3 separate regions of the Mus musculus genome follow, and regions 2 and 3 are each linked to region 1. The links are chromatin contacts, called in public ChIA-PET and promoter capture Hi-C maps. All regions are on one chromosome and are shown on one strand. Each heading gives the region's core, a stretch centred on a gene start, on an enhancer-like site or on the middle of the called end of the contact. The rest is flanking DNA. Distances are from core to core; before and after follow the strand shown. Region 1 holds the start of Selenoo (selenoprotein O). Region 2 holds the start of Sco2 (SCO2 cytochrome c oxidase assembly protein). Region 3 holds the start of Mapk8ip2 (mitogen-activated protein kinase 8 interacting protein 2).

Region 1 (3,207 bases), core at 261-2,760:
ACTACAGGCTCTGTCACAGAAAACAACACCTACCCACCTTCTCACCGCCCATGCAGAGGGAGAGGGGATTTGACAGTGATCGAACAGCTCCAGGGCCACATTTGGGTTCATTGCAGGATTTTTGTTTTTCTGTGTGTGGGGGGAGGGGGGGAGTGGATTTTCTTGTTTGTTCAGTTTTTGTTTTGTTGAGAAGGTTTCTCTGTGTAGCCCTGGCTGTCCTGGAACTCGCTCTGTAGACCAGGCTGGCCGTGAACTCAGATCCACCTGCCTCTGCCTCCCAAGTGCTGGGATCAAAGGCATGTGCCACCACATCTGGCCTCATTGTAGTTTTAGAAGCCCACTATGGCCCTAGGAAAATTTCCAGAGATGAATTCTTGAGGTGTAGAACTGAAGAAAGGCTGAAAAGGAGAAAGACTGCCAGGAAGGAATGCGTGCATTTGTGCTCAGAGTCTCCTGTTTGAAACTAACAGGTTTTCCTGAGCACTGGATGCTGCCTACCTCTCCACCACCAAGATCCATAGCCACCTAGATTGCAAGTGACAGGCACAGAATGGAGAGAGAAGGAAATGCTATCACTTCAGGGAGAGATGCTGTGTACAAGGGAAATACAACTTGAGGCACCAATAGGGAAGGACTTGGGGACAGAGGACCTAGCATGCATGCAGAGCCAGGTTTCAGATAGGCTCAGAATCCCAGCTGGAACCATTGCCCAGCCAAATTATTCCTGTAGCAAATCTTGGGTGGCCAATTCCCACCTAGCCCATGGATCCCAAGAATATTACCAGGACTTCTGGCCCTTCTCTGGACAGAACAGATGAGGAAAAATTGTCCTAGTGGCAGGGCACTGCATATTCCACATTATAAAAACATATTTGTACTTTATTTTAAAAAGGGATCTACACACACACACACACACACACACGTTAATAGTGTCATATAAACAGCTGATGCAGGACTCGGGTTCTTAGTGTTTGCAAACCCTGCTACAGAGAGGAGATGATGGAGAGCAAAGCATCAGCACCATAAATCTAAGACAAGATTGACCAGAGAGGCGAGAGTAAACTTTGAAATGACTGCCTGGCTTTGTTTACTTACCTATATAATCGGCTGGATAAAGAGGAGATGAAAGACACATCTTTAGGATGCTAAACTACTGTCTTAGATTGTTAGCTGTCTGAATAAAACAGTCAAAAGATTCCATGTCTGTTTCTATGCATGTGATGGACAGTACCACTCAAACCCACAGCACCCAGGGAATGGCCTTGGCTTCACCTCTAGTTAAGGGGTGAGGGGGCCTGGTAGTTTTTTAGGGACATCACTCAGCCTGTAGGCACACTTGGAGTAGTCCAGTCTGGCATATGTCACCTGGGTGGGAGCTTCGGACCTCGGCTGGCCTGGTGCACAGGTGCCAGAAGTTAAACAGCATCTTAGGTCCACCCTCTGCGACGGCTCGTAGCCTGGAAGTGGACAAACGAGAGGCGACCAATCAGAACCAAGCTTCTGGGCGTGCCTCCCACCAGCCCCTAACTGGGTGGGGGAAAACTTCCGGTCGGGGCGAGCAGGCTTCCGGCGAGGCGGCGAATGGCCTCTGTCAGGGCCGCGGTCGGGGCCTCGCTCGCGGTTGCCCGAACCCGGCCACGGTGCGTCGGTCTCGCGCTTCCGTCGTCCGCGCCCCGGTCCGCCTGGGCTGCAGCTATGGAGCCCACGCCGCGTTGGCTGGCAGGGCTGCGCTTTGACAACCGCGCCCTGCGTGAGCTGCCGGTGGAGACGCCGCCGCCTGGGCCGGAGGACTCCCTGGCCACCCCGCGGCCGGTGCCCGGAGCCTGCTTCAGCCGTGCGCGGCCGGCCCCGCTACGGCGGCCGCGCCTGGTGGCGCTGTCAGAGCCCGCGCTGGCCTTGCTGGGGCTCGAGGCCAGCGAGGAGGCCGAGGTCGAGGCCGAAGCTGCGCTCTTCTTCAGCGGCAATGCGCTGCTGCCGGGCACCGAGCCCGCCGCGCACTGCTACTGTGGACACCAGTTCGGTCAGTTCGCTGGGCAGTTGGGCGACGGTGCCGCCATGTACCTGGGCGAGGTGTGCACAGCGGCCGGCGAGCGCTGGGAGCTGCAGCTCAAAGGCGCCGGCCCCACGCCCTTCTCCAGGTGCGGAACTCCCGGAGAACTTCCCGGAGGCGACACCCTTCTGCGCGCGTGGGTGAAAAGGGAAGGTGCCCAGTGGCGCTTTCGCCCGGGTAGGGACAGCCCTACGTCCAAACTCCATGAATGGTTAGGACCTAGGTGGAGGAAGACAAAGAAACTGGCAGGGAAGGGCCGAGTGGCAAGAACGGGCTTACTCTCTGGCTGACACTCAGAGAGATCTCTCTCCATCTGCCAATTCTGTCAGGTGGAGGGGACACACCTCTAATGGCTGTCCGATGTGTTTTCAGAAACACAACGCGGACTTTGGAACCAGTTCCCCGAATGATACTGTTTGCTGAACATCTTGCCCAGAGTCTAGTTTTCAGAAGCAATGCATTGGGCTGGTATCCAGACCTATTATCTGGAACCATACTTAAACAGTATGCTTCCTCAACTTGCCCAGCCTCTAGCAGACTCTACGCACTGTCTAGGGACTGTGGGCACAATCCGTTCTTATACCCACCTTCTCTGTGACCATTCTCCCAAGCCTGTCAGTTCTAATCGTGCGCGCGCACACATGCACCCACCCACCCACACACACGAGTGGATAGTTCTTGTTTTCCAATGGAGAGTACCACAAGTGTCCAATACAGTCGTGGATCCAAAACCATACAGGCCCAAAGGAACAACTCTTCTTCCTCCTCCTCCTCCTCCCCCCCCCCCTTTTTTTGTACAGTGGTGTTTTGCCTGCATGTGTGAGAGTTGAACCCCTGGAACAGGAGTTACAATTGTGAGCTGCCATGTGGGTGCTGGGAATTGAACCTGGGTTCTATGGAAGAGTAGTCAGTGCTCTTAACCACTGAGCCATCTCTCTAGCCCCAAGGAACTCTTTAAAAAGAAAAACCAGAAGGGGGGCATCAGATCCCGTTATAGATGGTTGTGAGCCATACAGATGGTTGCTGGGAATTGAACTCAGGACCTCTGGAAGAGCAGCCAGTGCTGGGCCACATCTCCAGCCCAAGGAGCTCTTCTTAATTAAGTCCTGCCACCCAGGTACAGACAGGTCTTAGGGGCTCTGCTCCTGTTTTTCGCT
Region 2 (3,119 bases), core at 108-2,607, 280 kb after region 1:
CAAGCATCTGCCCCACATTCAAGCAGGTTATCTAGCTGCCTGCACCGGCTCGTCTCAACTCAGAACTGCTCTGCCGTAAGCTGCATGCAGTCCAGGCAACACCAAAAGTCCATAGCTGGTTTGCTCTAACCTACGTCTTTAACCAGGGAGTCTCAGCCTCATGACCCCAACCTCTGGAGAACCCACGCCACAACTGCCAAGCCTCCCTGTGGATTCTTGGAAGCACCGCGAATATGCTTTGCCTGGGCACTGGGATGCATGTGTCTATTTACAATAAATTGTTCTTTATAGGGAGGCTGTTGATCCTCTGGCTGACCACCTTTAAGAGGTGATCCTTTCTAGCTTTAGGGTCACTTCAGGGTAATCTGGGGCTCAGCAGAAAACAAGTGCCTCCAGCTTGTTTTCTGTAATGTAACACAGCTCAGCCCACTGTGCCTTGAACTGTCTGACCTTCACCTTCCTGGGCAGGCAGACTCCTCTGCACTTAACTGGATGCCGTACCCTGCCCCTCTGCAGTCCCTCAGCCCTGCCATCTCCCTTCATCCTCCCCCCCCCCCCTCTCCCCAGGGAAGGTTGTTACAACTAGCATTTAGAGCCACTGGCATCCAGCCTACTGGGCTCCCCCAGTATGTTGCCCCCGTGTGGCTACAACCTGGATCTCTTATGAGATGGAGGATACGTCCAGGGCACCATCAGCCCTGAGCTAGGACCAGTCCGAGAAGATGGGACTGGCAAATATTCCCAATATGTCCATTTTCTGGGCCTCAGAAGGTCTCTAGCTCATGTGATAAGCTAGATGAAGCAGTAGCAGCAGAGTATGAGGCCACATGTTAACAGCGTCCTCACCCAGTCCCACCCCTTGGGGGAGGACTTGCCCAACTGAACTCACCTGGCTGAGCTGGGTTCGAGACTTAGGGCTGTGCGATGGTCGGTGGGAGGACAAGTTCAGCGAAGGGTGAAGGGACCTTGAAGGGTGCTCGATCTGATAGCACGAGCGCCCCCTGGAGAGTGCGTCGCTGCTGACTGCTGAGCGCAGGGCCGTCTAGGTGCACGCGGAGCCAGGGTGTCCCTGCGCGAGCGACAGAGGCGGTTACCTAGGTCACAGCGGGCGACCGGAAGGGTTGTTTATGGATTCCAGACAGCGCTTACCTCGGGACAAACACTGGCCCACGTCGACCAGTACCTCGGCACCCACTCCCGGTCTGATCGGCTGCCCCGCTCGGCTGCGTCCGGCTCCGAGGTCGTGCAGCACACGGGCCAGCGGCAGCGCTCGGACGCACTCAACAATGCCTAAGGGAGAGGGTGGACACTGAGAACCTACTGGAGGCACGTGCCAGGACCAGGAAAGATCGGGAGAGGAAGTGGGTGGGATCTGGTGCCGTTGATATCCGGTCTCACCGTCTGCCGGTGCGAGCAGCTCCTCTTGCTCTCGGGCGTGAGGCAGCAGCTGCCGGCGTTGCGTGGGGCTCCCGGAGCACAATGCTTTAGCTAGGCCGGGGTCCACGCCCTGCGCCGAAAGCATCAGCTGGAAGCGGCGCCGCGCGGAGCCGTCATCCAACGCCGCGGCCACTCGGGCGGCGCCTTGGTCTTGTGTTTCCGCCTGTCCGCTAATCCAAAGAATGGCGCCTCCTGCTGGCGGGCGGGGTGGAGCTCAGAAGCTGCAGGGATTGAGAGCTCCTGGCATACAAACTGGTGGTCTTAACTCCAGCCCTCTCACCTAGCCTAATGACCAGGTCCCGCAGATCCGGCGGCCCCGCACCATCCAGGCAAAGCAACGCTTCTTCCACCTCCAGGGTATGGCCCACGCTGCGGCCCAGAGGGTTATCCATGGCGGTCAGGGCTGCGGCGACCTTCAGCCCCAGGCTCACTCCCACTCTAACCTGGGGAGGCATTATTCAGTATCCGGCATTATCAAATCCCATACCTGCTGTCCCTGGGTTAAGGTGTCAGTAAAGGCTTAGGTTAGAGATCAGAAACCAACACTGCCAGGCCTCAGAGGGGATGGGGGTGTTCTGGTTGGTTGCCCTAAGTGGCGGGGGTTCTGTGGAGGATTTCCCCAGGTCCGCAGTCAGGACAGCTTTGATTGGATAGGGTAGGAGGGCTGGAAAGAGGAATTGCCGTTTTATTCTTCCAGGACTGTTGAGTGGGCAGAGGCAGGGATAGGACGGAATGTGAGGCTCATGTCCCTTCATAGAAAGGGCACTGTGGCCTAGCACGGCTCACCAACATCTTTGCCAGTTCTCGGGCCTTCTCCTGGTCTGGGAAGACTGCAGCTCCCCCAAACTTAACATCTACCACCAGAGTGGACAGTCCCTCCACGGCCTTCTTACTGAGGATTGAAGCTGCGAAGACCAGAAACATCATCCCAGGGTATACTTGGGCACAGGAAGAGTTGCCTCTCTGAGAAAAGCGGCAGTGCCTAGCGGACTGTCTGTCAGTCAGGGTACCCCGTTTCAGGTCACCTGTAATGAGTGGGACACTGTCCACAGTGGCTGTCACATCTCGTGCAGCATACAGGATCCCATCAGCAGGAACCAGCTTTGCACTCTGGCCGACAATGCAGCAGCCGACTTCCTCAAGGATGTGCAGCATCTGCTCAGACACCTTCATTAACTTCTAGGGACGGACCCACCCACTGGCCCTGACCACTGACCCAACAGAAGTTCAAAACATGGCCAGCGAGAGTCAGTATGGTTCTGATGGCTAACCTACCAAGGATCCCGATTAGTTATGACAGACACATTAATGCGTACCAGCTAATCAGTGGCTTCTCCCTGTTCCCAAGTAACGATCCCGATCAAAGTTCTCTCGATGACTCCAGGCCTATTTACAACCAATGACCTTTTGAATAGTCAATGTTCTCTCTCATTAGTGACCCAGATAAATAACCTGTCCATTGATCATCCTGTGATTCGGGCCAGTGACTCCCTCAACCCAGATCATTGATCAGTTAGTGGCCCACCTGTACCTGCTCTGGGCTCTGGGTGACACCGAACCCAGGAATCGATTCCAGCTTATCCAGTGTGCCCCCTGTGTGTCCCAGACTGCGGCCGCTGATCATTGGCACCTGGTGGAGAGGGATGCTGACTGCCCCCACGCAGGCCCTTAACCTCATTTTA
Region 3 (3,064 bases), core at 523-3,022, 360 kb after region 1:
TCTGCGTGCAGCTGAAGAAGACAGGGACTTGTCAGTGTTGCAGTAGCAATGGATGTTGAGGCAAGAGGGAACGTTAACATTAAAACAGTGAAGTTGGGAAACATTGAGCATGATAGATAAGAGGGCTCCAAGCCAATGCCAGCCGGTCAGGAGGCTCTCTCAAAGTCTGCTCCGGTAAGAAAGGTATGCGAGTCACTGCTACCCTCTCATACATCATTTCTCTCTCTCTCTCTCTCTCTGTGTGTGTGTGTGTGTGTGTGTGTGTGTGTGTTCACTCTGCAGCCCTGGCTGGCCTTGAACTCACTATGTAGTCTAAGCTTACAGAGAACCACTTGCTTCTGCTTTCTGCATGCCAGGATTAAAGACAGGAGCCACTATGCCCGACTGTGCATTTAGAAGGATAGATGTTAAGTGATTGTTAATAAATCACTGTGCCCGGGGTTTATGTGTGTCACAGGACCTTTATTCAGATGGAGAAACTGAGTTCTGGTGCATTGAATAATTGCCTCATGTTCGGAACGTTGGTGGCTAAATGAAGATGGGTAACCACTCTTAGATCTTAAGTCTGGAGAATCTGTGCTCTTGGAGCCAACGAGAAACCCCACAGGAGAAGTGGGAGGTAACCCCTCCCGGGGTTGTCTATGCTTTTGGAATCTGGGTGTGATCATTTGATAAGAGAGAGGCTTGTGTGGGGTTATAGTCTGAGATGAGTTCAGGGTTGTACAATTCCAGTGAATTCCGAGAAAGCCTGGAGAAGTCACACTCGTTGGCAATTCAGAAATTAAGAAACTGGTTGAGCAGGGTGTCTCACCTGACTATCTGAGTCCCTTCTGCTCTGTGATTTCCAGCCGTAACACTCTAGTGTCTCTTTCTTCCTTCAAAACTTAATTCCAGTGTGAGGCTCCCTACCCCTTCTTCTCTAGCTTGTCCATCACTACTTTGATCTTCTGCCTCACTTCACAATTGGCTCCATTTCTGCCCTGCCTCTCTACACAGAACTTCTTAGTAAGCCTATGCCTCAACTTGGAGGTTTTCCATACTCAAAACAGAGCCAAGAGCATAGGTGGCCCCAAGAAACAGCTGCTCAGTTGATGAACATAGCCTCAACTTCTAGTGTCCACCACTATCTCTGCCCAGGATCTTCAAGTCTGTACCACACAGAGAAAGTTCAATGTTGGCTTCTGAATGCTGGACTCTGATTCCAGACCTCTTCACATCCTTTGAGACAGAGTCACTGTCCCGGTTCCATTAGCACTGTCAGGATAATAGCTGGAGTCAGCAAATCTTAAGGAGAAGTTTCTTTTGACCTCATCAGCACCCAGTGGAGAACAGCTCCGACGAGCTCTGATCAGCACCCTCGGGTGGACAGCTCCCTCTGCCACCCGTTAGGAAGTCTAGCGGGTTAGTAGGTCTAGCGCGGGTTAGGAGGTCTGGGTGGGTTAGGAGGTCTGGTGGATTAGGAGGTCTGGTGGGTTAGGAGGTCTGGTGGGTTCCTGACCAACTCTGCTTTTCGAATTTGCCGGGGCATGAACGCTGTTCCTAAGTCCTCGCCCATCACCCCTCCACGAGCAGTCCACCTCCCAGGAGCACTGCACACCGCTGTAACCAGAGGCGCGCATTCCCGGGCCGCGTTGGTCCTGGCTCCTGGGTCTACCGCACCCATTTCCCCCGCACCTCTCTCGGCTCCTGCAGAAACCTTTGGTCTACCAGCGTGTCTCTGCTTCCACCTATCCCTTCTCGCCTATTCCACGCTAGGACCACGCAAGCCGCCCGCCAGCTCTCCCGACCAGAATCTCACCACCACCGCTACCACCACCACCTCGCATCCCGCATCCTTTCTCGGCTCGACCCCCATTCCTCCGCCCCCACCTCAGGCCCCGCCCTGCGCCACTCCCTCCCCTCACCCCTGCGGCGCGGCTTGCTGCCGCGGTGTCCTGGCAGGGCGCTGAGGTGTGTCGCCGACGGGTGTCGCAGGGCGTGTCACGAGGTGAGTGGGGAGACAGAGGCCGCGAGCCTGAGCACCAAGGGCGCGCGGTGCTCCTCACCCCTCCCCCTCGCTGCCGGCCGGCGGTTCCAGGGAAGATGGCGGATCGCGCGGAGATGTTTTCTCTCTCCACCTTTCACTCGCTGTCGCCTCCCGGCTGCAGGTACGCATTCGGCGGGTCTCATCTTCACGTAGGTCTCTTCGGCCTGCCACTCCACCCCATCGACTTCAACTACCCAGGCCAGGGCGCCTCCTTGGTTTGCAGGCCTCTGACTGATGCTCCCATCCCCCACCCTGGGCTCCGGGTCCTTCGGTGTTTGCTCCTTGTCGCGCAGACCCAATGGCAACCCCCCCCCTTTCCCACCCCCACACAGAGATACACATTCACTTTTCTTGTTGGGATACCGAACCGCACCCAGCCAGGACCGATGACCTAGCAAGGGTGCGGTCTCTCGATTGACCCTTTGAGGGATTTTAGGCAGGGTGTTCAGCACCTAGTCTGTTCCTGCCAGTGTCCTTTTGGCCTTGTTATGCCTCCTTCCATAAAGGCTAGGGCCTTGCCCCTAGCCCTCTTCCCTCCCAACCCCCCCTCCCCCCAGGACGGCAGAGAGTGAAATCAAGCTTGAAGCTCTGGGGGTGAGATGGGGAAGTTGGGATTGGAGGGGCTGGATGTTTGGATGTAGGCCTGTTTCTGTGTAGGAGTGGATGGGGAACAGCTGGACCCCTCCCTCTCCTGTTGTCGCAGCTCCCCCCCCTCCCCCCCCCCCCCCCCGTTGGTTCAAGGTATCTCCCCTGAGGCTGAAGCTGTGACCCACAGGGGCTGGGAGCTGAGCTGAAAAGGAGTGGGAGGGGTTTGTGGAGGGATGCCTCCTCTGGGCTCATTCCCTGTGGTGGAGGAGGGGACCCAGGGGAGAGCAGTGCCTGGGGTCAAAAAACGACACGGCTTTAGCATGGGAGCTGGGGGCCCTGGGAGCTGGACCTTTCCCACCAATGTCCTCAGGATCAGCTCTCAGGCCAGGAGCCTAGGTCAGGTGGCCTTCTGACCCTGGCCTCCTCTTCAGGCCTCCCCAGGACATAAGC

The links. ChIA-PET counts read pairs in DNA pulled down with a chosen protein or histone mark. Capture Hi-C pulls out chosen DNA fragments and counts their contacts.
Region 2: an RNA polymerase II ChIA-PET map of memory CD8 T cells shows a contact between it and region 1, with 438 read pairs. The contact joins the promoter of Sco2 here to the promoter of Selenoo in region 1. A contact is called at or near these places in 13 of 39 promoter capture datasets (the C10 cell line, the HPC-7 cell line, cranial neural crest and 8 more), 1 of 15 datasets of contacts at CTCF or cohesin (large pre-B cells), 11 of 484 Hi-C or Micro-C datasets (the AML12 cell line, CD4 T cells, the CH12 cell line and 7 more), 13 of 115 datasets of contacts at active chromatin or transcription factors (the 230-238 cell line, the SCID.adh cell line, T-cell acute lymphoblastic leukemia and 8 more) and 5 of 9 other capture datasets (adipose tissue, embryonic stem cells, liver and 2 more).
Region 3: a contact with region 1 is called in a promoter capture Hi-C map of adipose tissue. The contact joins the promoter of Mapk8ip2 here to the promoter of Selenoo in region 1. A contact is called at or near these places in 4 of 39 promoter capture datasets (hippocampal neurons, liver and second pharyngeal arch cranial neural crest), 7 of 484 Hi-C or Micro-C datasets (CD4 T cells, CD8 T cells, erythroblasts and 4 more) and 2 of 9 other capture datasets (adipose tissue and liver).

The regions. Positions count from the first base shown.
Region 1 is chr15:89,087,528-89,090,734 of GRCm38.p6, forward strand. Selenoo (selenoprotein O) reads left to right here and starts at 1,511. Exons shown (of 9, transcript NM_027905.3): 1 at 1,511-2,138. The coding sequence starts at 1,582.
Region 2 is chr15:89,372,534-89,375,652 of GRCm38.p6, forward strand. Sco2 (SCO2 cytochrome c oxidase assembly protein) reads right to left here and starts at 1,358. Exons shown (of 3, transcript NM_001111288.2): 1 at 1,150-1,358; 2 at 890-1,069. Ncaph2 (non-SMC condensin II complex, subunit H2) reads left to right here. Exons shown (of 20, transcript NM_001115132.2): 20 at 1-317. It overlaps Tymp (thymidine phosphorylase), which reads right to left. Exons shown (of 11, transcript NM_138302.2): 4 at 2,969-3,067; 5 at 2,463-2,592; 6 at 2,224-2,342; 7 at 1,718-1,880; 8 at 1,399-1,629; 9 at 1,150-1,290; 10 at 890-1,069. The coding sequence ends at 912.
Region 3 is chr15:89,452,139-89,455,202 of GRCm38.p6, forward strand. Mapk8ip2 (mitogen-activated protein kinase 8 interacting protein 2) reads left to right here and starts at 1,773. Exons shown (of 12, transcript NM_021921.3): 1 at 1,773-2,147; 2 at 3,046-3,064. The coding sequence starts at 2,083.